Linked DNA regions of Zea mays: region 1 is linked to region 2. Evidence: chromatin contacts called from public Hi-C data. All regions are on one chromosome and are shown on one strand. Each heading gives the region's core, a stretch centred on a gene start, on an enhancer-like site or on the middle of the called end of the contact. The rest is flanking DNA. Distances are from core to core; before and after follow the strand shown. Region 1 holds the start of LOC100281180 (gamma-glutamyltranspeptidase 1). Region 2 holds the start of LOC100275876.

Evidence for each region. A called contact is a pair of places that touch in the nucleus more often than the background predicts.
Region 1: a Hi-C map of endosperm shows a contact between it and region 2, with 2.8 times the contacts expected there. The contact joins the promoter of LOC100281180 here to the promoter of LOC100275876 in region 2. A contact is called at or near these places in 3 of 25 Hi-C or Micro-C datasets (endosperm, leaf and leaf mesophyll).

What each region holds. Positions count from the first base shown.
Region 1 is chr2:44,588,726-44,595,523 of Zm-B73-REFERENCE-NAM-5.0, reverse strand. LOC100281180 (gamma-glutamyltranspeptidase 1) reads right to left here and starts at 3,323. Exons shown (of 7, transcript NM_001154099.2): 1 at 3,307-3,323; 2 at 2,851-3,209. The coding sequence starts at 3,313.
Region 2 is chr2:43,937,552-43,943,898 of Zm-B73-REFERENCE-NAM-5.0, reverse strand. It overlaps LOC100275876, which reads left to right and starts at 2,495. Exons shown (of 1, transcript NM_001149841.2): 1 at 2,495-3,381. The coding sequence starts at 2,700. The coding sequence ends at 3,077.

The sequences.
Region 1 (6,798 bases), core at 2,074-4,573, 650 kb before region 2:
TGCCTTCCAAATGGAGCTCCAACGGCTCCTAGGTCCCTTGGGGATATAAAAGGACCCTCTAGGTGCTATGGAGCAGTACACAAGCATACTTTGAGCACACTACAACTACGAGACCCTACGACCACACTGTTGATTCATTAGAGAGATATTTGAGTGCGTTCTTGAGTTGTGACTCTGTCGTTTTGATTCTTGCGCTCTCTTCTTGACTTGTGTGCGTGTTGTTGTTGCGATTGTGTTCTTTTGTGTGTTTCTACTCCCATCCTTACTCCATTTTGATTGTAAACATTTGTGTAAGGCGTGAGAGACTCCGATTTGTGGAGATTCCTCACAACCGGGAATTGATATAAGGAAGACAACTGTGGTAATCAAGTTTGATCTTTGGATCACTTGAGAGGGGTTGAGTGCAACCCTTGACCGAAGGAGATCAACACAACGTGGAGTAGGGATTGGTCGAACCACGAGATAAAATCGTCGTGTCTCTTGTCTAGTTATTTTACGATTATCGTCTTCTTGAGTTCTCATATTCACTTGTATTATCGCTCCTAAGTTTGATACACATCTTAAAGGAGCAATCAAGCGAAGAGTTCTCCTCTCTCTATTTTCACTCATACCAATTTGGCTTTAACTTTCAATAACATTCATTATAAACCAAGTTTATGTTGTTTACAGTTATTTTTTGCAGGATCACCTATTCACGCTCTCTGGGTGCTCTCACTATTCTAAATTTCACACTGCGAACAGTGCGGTATACAATGCAAAACGGTGTTTTTTGTGACTATATAGGTAACCTGTTGGACACAGTCTTCTCTCTTTGTCTCCATTTCAAAATTTAGAAAGAGAAAAAAACAAAACCTAACAGCTAAAGAATTGATGTTCGGTACATTGGTGTGTCGATGACGACATAATTCAATAGTGTCGTCCAAACGAAAAACAAAAACTAAAGCGTAACAGCGAAAAAAAAGCTGCGCTGGAGCATATAGGATGTAGGAGAATCTAAACGCACGATAGATAATTTAAAAAAAAAGTACTTATAGCTCCGAAAAATATGAGAAAAGTATAATGGATTGAGCTTAAAGACAACTTTAGGGAAGGAAAAGCCTCTGGCCTGCTATGCACGGCGCTGTGAATCTGTGATACGATGTGACCCCCAAACATGCCTGCACGCCAGTGCACAGGAATTGAGTGATATATCAACTTTTATATATGAAACTATGTATTTTAAGTTTTATCTAGATGAAACCCTCTCTCTCTATCTTTCTCATCATAAATACTATATCATATCATTAAATATGATGAGATGTCATCTAATTTAATAAAAATGAAATTATGATGAAACTGATACTGACAATGGCCTAAAAGGAACGCTAGTTGCTATGGGCGATGTTGTACTGTAACCATCAAACCCCTATGGGTATTCGTTTCGGCTTTCCCGATTCCCGTTGCTCGCCAGCGGTCCAGAGTCCGACACTACAGCGCAGCAACACTGTAGGGGGAGTGGGGGACACCAAGATGTGGATGAAAGCGCGCCCGAAGCACTTTCCACACGGCAAGAGAGGAGAACAGGGACACGTTTTTTTGTCCCTTTGATGAGGCGTTTGGAAAGTACAGGATATCTACAATATTCTGTTTCTATTGGGGAAAAAAACTATGAAATCTGTACTGTTGCCTCGTGTTCTTCCCGCCTGCTACGGCGAATACAATAGCACTGTCATGGCTGCTACGCCGAAGACAATGCCTGTCCTTTGCAAGTAAAAAACCGATGCAATTTTCTCTTTTAATTCGCAACCGAAATGCAATTTCCTTAAGCAACAACCATGTGAACCACCTACCTGCTCTACTGGCAGGTCTTGCTCCAATCGTTTACTTTCATAATAGTTAGTTTATGAACAATATTTTCTCAAGGATTCCTATTTTCCAAAAAAATAAACTAATTTCCCTTAGAAAAATAAAAATCTTTTATAAAAATAAAGTTCTTAAACTAACTCTTATAATATTTTTTTTTGTCATCTATCGACGAACTGTTAAAGTATGTACAACCTAATTGAATAGGAGGGCTTCTGAGCTGTCTCTAGTGAAAAAAATCAAGAAACATGTTTATAAATATTGTGTATTAACTATAGAAGAGGTCGTCTTTACGTGACTCTTTATAAATATTGTGTATTAACTATATTTATTATTTATAAGTTTAGGATTATATTATACGGTCTTTTATCTGTCTCTAATATTTAGAAAACCGTCAGTTACATGCTCTAAGTGCTAACAAAGACCAGATTAAAAACATATTCCTATGGGCAAGCGCAAATAAAAATCGCTCGCAAATTCCTGCCAGTACGGCAGTGCTTTGACCACCGCTCGCACACGCAGACACGCGGTGTAGCTTACTGGCTCTAGGCTCCTCTTTAAATCCAAGAGAGATTCGCTTTTCTGTCCAGCACCGTTCTCTAGATAAAAAGGTGTCTATTTATTATATAATTGAGTTTTTTTCTTTTCTCTATTTATTTTAATACTTTAAATAACACATATATAAAATATCTGAAAGTATGATACATACATACGGATAAAAAATTCAAATAAAATATATTTTTAATATATTACTCTCTACGTCTCAAATTAAAATTTATTTTACCTTTTTAATATATTAATAAATAATTAATGTATGTGTTCTATCATCTATTTAAATATAGAATAAAAAACTAATAGCTATGATGATTAATATTTTAAGACGGAAGGAGTATTTATGTATAGAGAATGAGTTGCTGCAGAGGAATAAGTGAAGACAATTTACTAGAGCAGAGGTAAGGACGTAAGGTCCGAATAGAAAGGATAAATATAAGCACGATCTTAACTCACCCTGGAGGCGGCGAGGGGCGCGGTCTCGCGGGAGTCGTACACGACGGCCGTGCCGTCGGCGAGCCTGACGAGCATGAAGGCGCCGCCGCCGACGCCGCTGGAGGCCGGGCTGACGACGCCGAGGCAGAAGGCGGAGGCCACAGCCGCGTCCACGGCGCTGCCGCCCTCGCGGAGCGCGTCCCGGCCGATCCTCGAGCACCGCAAGTCGTCCGCCGCCACGGCGCCGTGCGGCGACGTCACCGCCTCCCTGCGCCCCGCTGGCGCTGCCGAGGCAGCAGCCGCTCCCGCGGCGGCGAGTAGGAGGAAGAGGAGGAGAGCGGCGGTGCTGACTGGCTCCCATTGGAGTTGGAGACGTCGGGCTGCAGAGCTCAAGATGGGGAAGGCTTAGAAAAAAATGAATGGATAGTGTTACGAATACACCGTCCAGAAGGAAAGACCGAAAGATTGGGCACCTACCCGCCATGGCGCGGGAGAACGAGAGTAGAGGGAGCCTATGAGCAAAGCCTACTCCTAGATGGCTATATTGATTGGAAGGACGAGTTACCGGTTTTATTCTGTGGGCTGTATCTCAGATTTTGATTATTTTGTATTGCTGAGCACGGTTTGTGGCACCGGCCGCGATCGGCTGGACCGACCGGATAGTCCGGTCTACGCTTGCGGACAATTCGTGGATAGATCATATCAGTCGAATTAACTTATATCTTTACGTGTGTTTATTTTTATAAAGTTATAAGAGTTAATGGAGGACGACTAAGAACGGCTACAGACCTTCTCTTATATATTTAAAGATGTACGGTTGATTGAACAACCAAAATCGAACTAAAATTAATATACCTTCCGTTCTTTACTTTTTACTCTATGAGTAGACACTTCTTCACCTTGATCTCCACCCCTATTTGACTCTATATTGTTTAGAGACGTCTTGGATGACCTACCGATCCCAAAACAAACTCTATGACCTCTCCTCCCTGACGGACCCCTCTTGGTCTTGGGGTCAGATCCAGGTGATGTTGGCGAACGCCGCCGTCTCTGCACACGCGGACCGTCCGGCTCGACGCAGAGAAGACTCAGTTCCCTGCTGCAGGTCGTGGACCGTCCGACCCTATGCCGCGGACCGTCCGTGCTGCCATCAGCGACGGACCGGAGGTTTTAGGGGCCCAGTGCAAATTTAAAATAGAGGCCCATCAAACTATTGTTATATAAAAATGGTACCAATATATAAACTCAAGACACATCTAAAAATGTTCATACCAAGCAACAAATAAATAAAAAGATACATATTATAGTATTATCTTAAAAGTTCTTTTAACATGTTTAAATACGACCGGGTTGTGAACGCTTCGTGACTGCTAATTATTCGACATTTCACTATTAAGCTATTGTGTCTCATAGTCTAATTACTGAATGTATAACTAGGTTCGGGGCCCTATATAATTGGGGGCCCGGGGAGGCAGCCCCTCCGCCCCACCCTCAGGGCCGCCACTGGCTGCCATAAGGGCACCGCCGCCGGTACACCTCGTAGTGATTGACGTCAGATCGGCGGCAACACACTTTTTCACGACTCCGCTGGAGGAACCACATAGAGTATCAGATCGTCCCAATGGTCAGTTCAAAGGATAATTCCGACGTCTCTCCAAATAACATCATCAAGCCGACTATGGAGACTCTATCAGTCGAAGATCAGCAAGAGTTTGAGGAACACAAAGAGTAGGTGATCAAGGAAGCACAAGCGAAATTCCTGACCAACTTTAAGGTGGACAGGAATCACAAAGTTGTCTGACAGCGGGTAACTGATCTGGCTTCGCTCCGGCCTGCTACAACTACCCCAAAATAAGTGAAACAAGAGAAATCTAATATCTTAGATCTTACATAGATGAACAATGAAAACAAATGCAACATGAGAATACCACTCAAGCAGTGCGTAACTCTCTCAAATGTATGTCAATGATCATCGCCTAGATCTACAATAATTTGTCTCGGTTTGCTAATCACAAAGGAGATATCAGGTTGGCTAGCACAAGCTAAGTACATGAATGAACCAATTATCTGAGAATACCTCAGTCGATCTCTTTCTAATCCTTTATTATTTCGAAGAATTGGACTAATAAGATCATATAGTGTCGGAGAAAACTTGTAGCTTTTTATAGCCAAAGTAGTTTAAGATGTTCTCAACATAATAAGATTGCATAAGAGTAATTCCATTTTCATTTTTACCAGCTTAATATTCAGGACAACATCAATCTTATCCATGGCTTTCACATCAAAGTTTTAGGACAAAAATGACTTCACCTCATTACAACGTCAATCAGTGGGGCTAAAATTAGTTGTAGAGGTTTCAAACACCCCTAGCTAATACACAACTAATTATTAGCTAACTCACAACTAACAATTAATTCATTAACTAGCTCAACTCAACTAATAATTTATTAGTTGGCTAACTTTTAGCTTTAGGGGTTCCAAAAAAGACCTTCGAGATTTATTCTGGATTTTATTGTTAAGTAAACAGGCCAATCCTATTAAATTCAAACATTATGACATAATGCTATTTTTATGAATTGACATATTCTCAAAAGCCACTCTTACAAAGATTTCTATATATTTGCTGCTAATGGGAGATGAATTCCCAAGTTTATGCATTTTTACCAACATGAGAATGTAGGAGCGACCAACATGGAGGTCAAATGCCAAATACCCTTACAGTTTGTTTGTTTGAGCTATGAGTTGCGATAAGTAGATAATTTTGGGAAACCTTTTTTTACCCCACAACCGAATAGGGTAGGAAGCATTTTTCTTCTATAAGTATGTATGTGTTTCCACTCTACCTTTAGGTAGTTTTTTACTTTTCATAGCCAATACCTAACCAAACACACCCGTAATAGATCATAACGCAGTAGATTGTTTGGTTTTCTACCTAAGCCGCCACAACTTGCCTAACTTTTTTATTTAAGGTTTGTTCTACAATTCAAGCGACTAAGGTTAGGAATGTTGCAACATCTAAGGTAGGAAACCAAAGAGACCTTATGTTCTTCATTGATTGTAACACACTACGTCCTCATATTGTCTTCTCCATTGTACTTCTTCAATCCTCTCTCCATCCATGCAGATTCTATCTTGAACGGTTTTCCACACACACTAAAATCGTGTCGCCAATGCCCAGCTCTGCATCAACCCTCGCGCTTGGGCAAGCAGTCACGTGCACGCCTTGACTTCTGCCAAATCTTCACCCTCGCGCTTTCGCACCGTTCTGTACCCGCTATGATGTTTCGTCTTGCCTACATGCCGCTAATGCTTCTGCATCCGAGTGCCATCATGTGCAAGTTCAACTGTCATCTGGCCTCTATGCCGCCGCCACTCGTAGCAAGCTTATATCCAAAATACAAGGGTCAGACATACGAGAAATATAGCTGAATGAGAGTAGGGGATGGGAATTTAAAAGATGGTATAACGATCACATCTAACTTTAATTTTCAATCATAGATATGAGCCAGCTATCTTTTTAAGTGATAAAAATTGTTCCTACGAGAACTAGATAGCAAGGTCATAAATAGTTCTTTCAATACTCTTATCCCCAAAATACAGAATCGTGTCGGACATGTGGATTTTAGGCCCATCTCTCTTCTTAACTCTATAGTGAAACTCCTGTCCAAGTTCATGGCCAACATGGTTCAATCAACGGTTATGAGAATCGTGCACCAAAAACAATATGGTTTCATTAAGGGGAGATCCATCTAGGACTGTCTTTCTTGTACCTTTGAGTACATCTACCAATGCAAGCAGTCTAAAAGAGAAGTGGTGATTCTAAAGCTAGACTTCAAAAAGGCTTTCAACTCTATTGAACACGACACAATTACTGCTATGCTGGCTAGTCTTGGTTTCCCTAGCAAGTGGATTAATTGGGTTTTAAAGCTTTTGAGCTATGGCAGTTCTTTTGTTTCGCTCAATGGTACT
Region 2 (6,347 bases), core at 1,246-3,745:
AACTCATCCTCTTCCTCTTGAGCACGTAATCCTGCCTCAGCTAGTGCTATGAGCTCACTCAACCTTGACATGTCGTCCTCCTCTTCTTCATGTAATCCTGCCTCTGCGAGGGCGATAAGCTCACTCAATCTAGATGTGTCGTCGTCCTCCTCCTCCATCAGCTCAACCGTTGCCATTTTATCCTGAACATATCTCGCATGCGCCTCATCGGCCAAATAGTTTACGCCGCTTCCAATCTCTGCAAATATAATGAGAAAATTAAGTTAGCAAAGTCAGGATAAATAAATTGTACTAACATAATTATAATATCATTTATCTCACTTACTTCCCTTGAGGCGATCAGCAAGATTATCCAACATCTGTTTCTCGGCTTGAGCCGCTTCCCATTCCCTTGCATCCTGTGCTCTCTTCTCATCTGCCGCCTTCAACCTCCTATACTCTGCACGCTTCGGGCTATCATAAAAGGCAGATTTTGCTTCCCTACGCATGTCGCGTATGCGATCGTTAATGTACGAATCAACGAGCCGAGATCCACAACGCATCTTCTGTCCCATTATTCTCTTGGACTCTATTGTGCGCATCACCTCTCCTTTGTCGTCGTAACTCTCCCAACTGCATTCCTCGTCTCCTACAAAAAAATAGTAAGTACCGCTATAACATTACATCTGGTGCAAAAAAAAAATACCAACCTCATCGTAATCGACCATATGTCCACAAAAATATCCAACACCAAGCTCCGAAGGAACTAATCCATACTTAGCTTCAATACCGCATTTGCAGAGTACTGGATCAAATTTGACCTCTTCTGCCGCCCACCCCATGTATCTCTTTTCCTTTACCTCTGGCTCTGGCCAATGGGACAAAGGACCATACAACCACTCTCTGAAACGACACTTACGCCACCCGTATGGCTGCAGGAGAAAAAATTAGTAATTTATTGTAAATAAAAACTAGTTCATACATTTAGCGTATCAATGGGCTCACATAATCAATGTTCGGACAACAGAACTGCTTGTCATAGTCTTCGTCGATGACAGCACGGTCTCCACAATTGCATCGAGGCGGTGAGTCCATCCGTCTTTCTGTTGCTACCTCCTTCTCCGCATCCGTCATTGGTGGAGGATTCGGGGGAGGAGGTACCCAACGCTTAAAACGCTCATGACTGGTCTTTCCACTCAACCAATTAACGAAAAGAAGATATCGAGGGTCAAATTTATCAGGACCATCGATCCACTGGAAAAAGAAACACTTCTGATGTCCCTAAAATAATGGAAAGATGCACTATTACATATCTACAAAAAAATGAATGCGAACAAAGTTAAGTGACAAGTCATAAGCTACGTACGTCCAAAGTGCCACAAAGGTAGTAGCAGCGAGCAGCCGTGTCTGGATGTTGTGATTGATGTACCCAAGCTAGTCTGCCACAGTCACAGTTAGGCACGGGGAGTTCAGGAGGAACAGGAGCATCCTTACTAGATACGTCCGGATATAACTCCCGAGGACGACCTCTCTTCTGCCACAACGCCTCTCGGTACATGTCTTTCATCTAATAAACGATTATAATTATCACTTGTACCTATTATGCTTTATAATAAGTCTACACAAACTAATATTCGAAATGATAATATAATAGGTGTATACAAATTATTTAACTAACAACCCAATATACAAAACGAATCAGTTGGAAATCATACCTTGGCCTACGAAGTGAACCAACTCAAATCTTTGAATCCAGGAAATTTTGACGAAGTTTGGAAATGGGACGAAATGAGCTGCTCTCGGCCAGCCGCGCGGGCGTTTTTATAGGAATTCGTAGCTCGGCGCCAAGATCTGTGGCGCCGAGCTACGAGGCCGCGCCGCCGCCACGTCAGAGCCAGGTAAGCCCTAGACGCAACTAGCCGTTGCGGCCACGTCACAGCTCGGCGCAGCTCGGCGCCACGGCCTATGGCGCCGAGCTAAGGGTCCAAAACTGTATTTAAAATTTTTTTAGGTTTAAACGTGATTTTACTTCAGTTTAGAGGCTAAAATACAAAAAATTCGGCAGTGGACAAGGCCACTGTAATACGAGCACACAAAACTACAACTGCACGCACTCTACCCTAGTACTCTCTTGTCTCTTCTTTTCTTCGCGTACACGTTCTTCGTCACCCAGTGAGTGAGTGATGTGTGTGTGCGCGCGCGCGCGCCTACTACCACTACGTCGCAAGCTAGCCCGCCCGGCCACCCCATGGATTTATCTACATACATTGATACATAGTAACATAGGCATAGCAAGCTCACCACCTCAGGTATGCAAAAAGTGACGTATTGCCTTGTTGGGTGTTGCCCCCTCCGGCCCTCCCCTCTCTTTGTCTCCTTTTGCTTTTGGACCACCGCGAGATCTCACTCACAGCCTCACCCGTCTGTCTCTCTGATACAGATGCGTGCTAGACGAGAGAGAGGGACAGAGGGGGTGGCCCCCCCTATATCTACCGCCGGAACAAAGGCGCACAATGCAAGCCGGCCGGCATTGCAAACCAACAGGCAACAGACATGGCCGTCGAAGCTTCGGCTGCCCGCACGCTACCCCTGCCGCAAAGCTAATCATAATAAGCTTCGTGGTGCGATAGGCACGTCACGTCACGTCGGCAGCGCGCGGCGGCATCCACCTCCATCCGTCCATCGTTGGTCGCAAGGGAGCGCGAGAGAGGGAGGAGAGAATGAGAGCCCTCGCCCTCACGCTGCCAGCTCTTGTCCTTGCTGCTCTCCTAAGCTGCACCCCCGAGATCTCTGCCGTCAGAGTCCCGGCGGCCACTCTCGCCGACCAGACGAGCAACCGGCGGGGCGCCTCGTCGCCACCGGCGGCAGCCGAGCAGCCAACAAGGAAGGCGGCGAGCGACGATGACGCTGCCGCCGCCGCCGCCGCCGCAAGCAGCGCCAGGGCCAGCAGGCTCGACGACGCGTCCGCCAGCTGGAAGGCGCCCGCGGTTGCCGGCGGCGCCTCGTATTCCCCTCCTCCGTCGGCCGTGTTCGACCCCGATAGGATGAGCAAGCGCCGCGTCCGCAGAGGCTCCGACCCCATCCACAACAAGTGCTAGCTGATCCCGAGTGTGCGTCCGTGGCGAGTTCTCGTCAAGTGTCGATTCTCTCGCTTTGTTTCCTCCGCCTCTCCATTTCTCTAATCTGCTCCTTCGCTTTATTTTTTTTTTCTTCTTCTTCTTTCGTTACCACTTTTTTTTTCTCTTCTCTTTGAGGTTTGACCGTTTGAGCGCGCAGTTCTGCTGCCTACCGTGTTGTAGGGCGCAGTCGGTTTTGTGCTACAGAAATACTTGTACAGAGATGCATGCATGCCAATGAAAGGCGAATGCCGGTCGAATGGACACGCTGCCGCACCTTGCAAGCCGACATCCACGCACTTCTGTTTATAGATGTACATTCGGGCTGCTCGGCCCGGTCCAAGCCCAAAAGGCCCGCATTCTTTGAAATTTCGTGTCGGCTCGGCACGTTTGAATTTTGGGCCGTGTCGGGCCGGTCCACGGCTCGACCCGTAATTGCTTAAACGTGTAGGGCTTATTTTAGGCGGCCCGAAATTATAAAAGACCGAAATTAATATTAGGGCCCGAAATTCAATTTTTGGCCCGAAAGCCCAAAATTCACGTCAGAGCCCGAAATTCAAAACAAATTTAATAAAACAAATAAAAGATAAGACAAATAAATTTGATCAAAAACAAACTTAATATTTGTATTAAGTTACTAGGGCTATGCAATGACTACCTCGTTTATAAATCATTTTTGTTAGAAAGAAAAAGAGTATAATCAGCTCTATATAAAGTTCGTAAGTTCAGTTTATTATCTAATGTTCATAACAAAAATAAAATTACATCACATACTCTATTTCAAAGCTACAAAAAACATGTAACTAATATTATCTATAGCTTTGTGTTCTTTATCAAGTACATGAAATTATGGAATGAAGTGTGATTTTAATAAATATATGGGCCTTTTCGTGCCTCTATATGGGTCATTTCGTGCCTGCCTTAAACGGGTTGTGCTCGTGTCCGCCCATGGGCCGCGACCTCGGCTCAAACCCGGTCCGATATATCGGACCGTGCCGGCCCGGCACTAAAATATTTCGTGTTGTGTCGTGCCGTGCTTTTTTCCGTGCTTCGGGCCGGCCCATCAGACCCGGCCCAAATATACACATATACTTCTGTTCTGTATGTACACTTAGGGCTGGAAACGCTCGGCTCAGTGCCTGAACGAGTGCGGCGGGTCGCAAAGCAATGCTACCGCGCGCGTCGTCGCGAGTTCTCGTGTGTTTTCTCCACCGGGAGCAGGGGCAGCACAGCATGCTCGTTTCCGTTTGTTGAGCACCACATCTAGGAAGATCAGACGACCCAACCATGTGATACGGATGGTTCTAGGATTAATTCAAGTGAGATTATATATTTCCTTATAGCAACAGAGGGATTGTGATGTGGTGTTTATGATTAATTCAAGCGAGATAACTATGTTTCCATACTTATCAAACTAATCACATAGATTCTGTTGAGGAACATATATCACACCCGAATTTAAGGGATAAAGCTGGGTACGTCTCATATGTGCGCCGAAGAAAAACAACACATATAATGACCAAGTGCATAGAGATAAATGTCACAAATATTACTCCCTCCGTTTCTTTTTATTTGTCGCTGGATATTGTAAAATTGCACTATCCAGCGACAAATAAAAAGAAACGGAGGGAGTATTACATAGCGTAAGTGTCTTACAAAAATAAATGATAACAATAAAGCGAACTAATAATTATTCTTTGGCGCTACAAAGCTGACTAGGAGACGCCACCTAGATAAGCTCGTACTCCTCGTTGTAGACCTCCTCCCGAACTACCTGCTCTTCACCTGTGGGAGGTTTATATATCGCAAGGGTGAGCTCACAAAAGATTATAGCTCAACAAGTTGTGGGGAATAATGTGCATAAACTCACCAAAGATGGGAGCTCATGTGAAGTGTAAGACTGATCAATAAATAATGGTTAAAGGCGCTGAGCATTGCTTTTAATAAGTGGGTCAAATTTTATTAGCAGTTACTAAATGTAAGTATATACCAACCCAAAGTAATAGTAGATCAAAATTAATAATAAACCACAATGCGATGTAAATGACAAATTAAATTTACTTTCATAAATTAATCATATGAGTGTCTGAGCCGCTCATGGCCGTGAGCACGGCTGATATACCAGTTTTACACTCTGCAGAGGTTGCACATCTTTACCCACAAGCCATGCTACCCATTTGCCAAGGGGTCTTGAAGTCCCATTCATCTCTACTGAGGGGATGAGGCAGGGTAGCACTATGAAGCCTTTCCAAAGTTCCACTAGTTCGAAAAAAACCCCGCTACGGATTTAGGAAGAAGGAAGCATAGGAATCCCCCGTCCGGAAAGCTAAACAGACAGTCCGACCCGAGAACCTCCCTATACTCTCACTACAGGAATCTAGTTAATTCCTGTCGGCTAAAAACCGACAGGAATAACCTATAAACCGACGGGAATAACTAATTCCCGTCGGTAACTCGCTAACTCCCGTTGGTCCAAAGCTGATGGCCATCAGGTGTCGGAGATAACCTTATTCCAGACGGCGGTTGACAGAAATAAGTAATCCCCGTCGGCCAAGTACAAGCCGACGGGGATAAGCTTCAACTCCCGTCGGTCTGGTGAACCGATGGGGATTAGCTCACCCCTGCTCATAAAACGCTAATCCCCGTCGGCCTACGCTCTGGCCGACGGGAGTTAAGGTAATCCACGTCGGCCTGAGCTCTGGCCGACGGGAGTTAAGGTAATCCCCGTCGGCCTACGCTCTGGCCGACGGGAGTTAAGGTAATCCTCGTCGGCCTGAGCTCTGGCCGACGGGAGTTAAGGGTTAGCCGACCGGCGTCACGTTATCCCCGTCGGCTTTTTCCCTGGCCGATGGGAATTAACCTGGTCGATGGGAATCGTTAGGATTCCTGTAGTGTCCGCAGCGACGCCTCCTCGCTTTCCCCTTTTAGGTAAGGTAATCTCTCCCTAGCTTTCCTAATTAATTGACCAAGGGTGTCTCATTCCACCCTTGTGGTAGCACTGTTTTCCTGGGTGGTTCTCCTTGTTCAAATTAGCACAGTAATCTTATCATGAACAATAAATAATCAATAGTAATAATAAAGAATGATCATGTGTCAAGTTTATCTCAACACCCAAAACCACATATAGCAACAGCAGGGCTGAGAGCACCTAGAGGGGGTGAGTAGGTGATCCTGTAAAATTCAACACTAAATAACCCAAACTTGGTTATGAAATGTTTGTAAGATTAAAACCAAGTTGCTAAAGAGAGAACT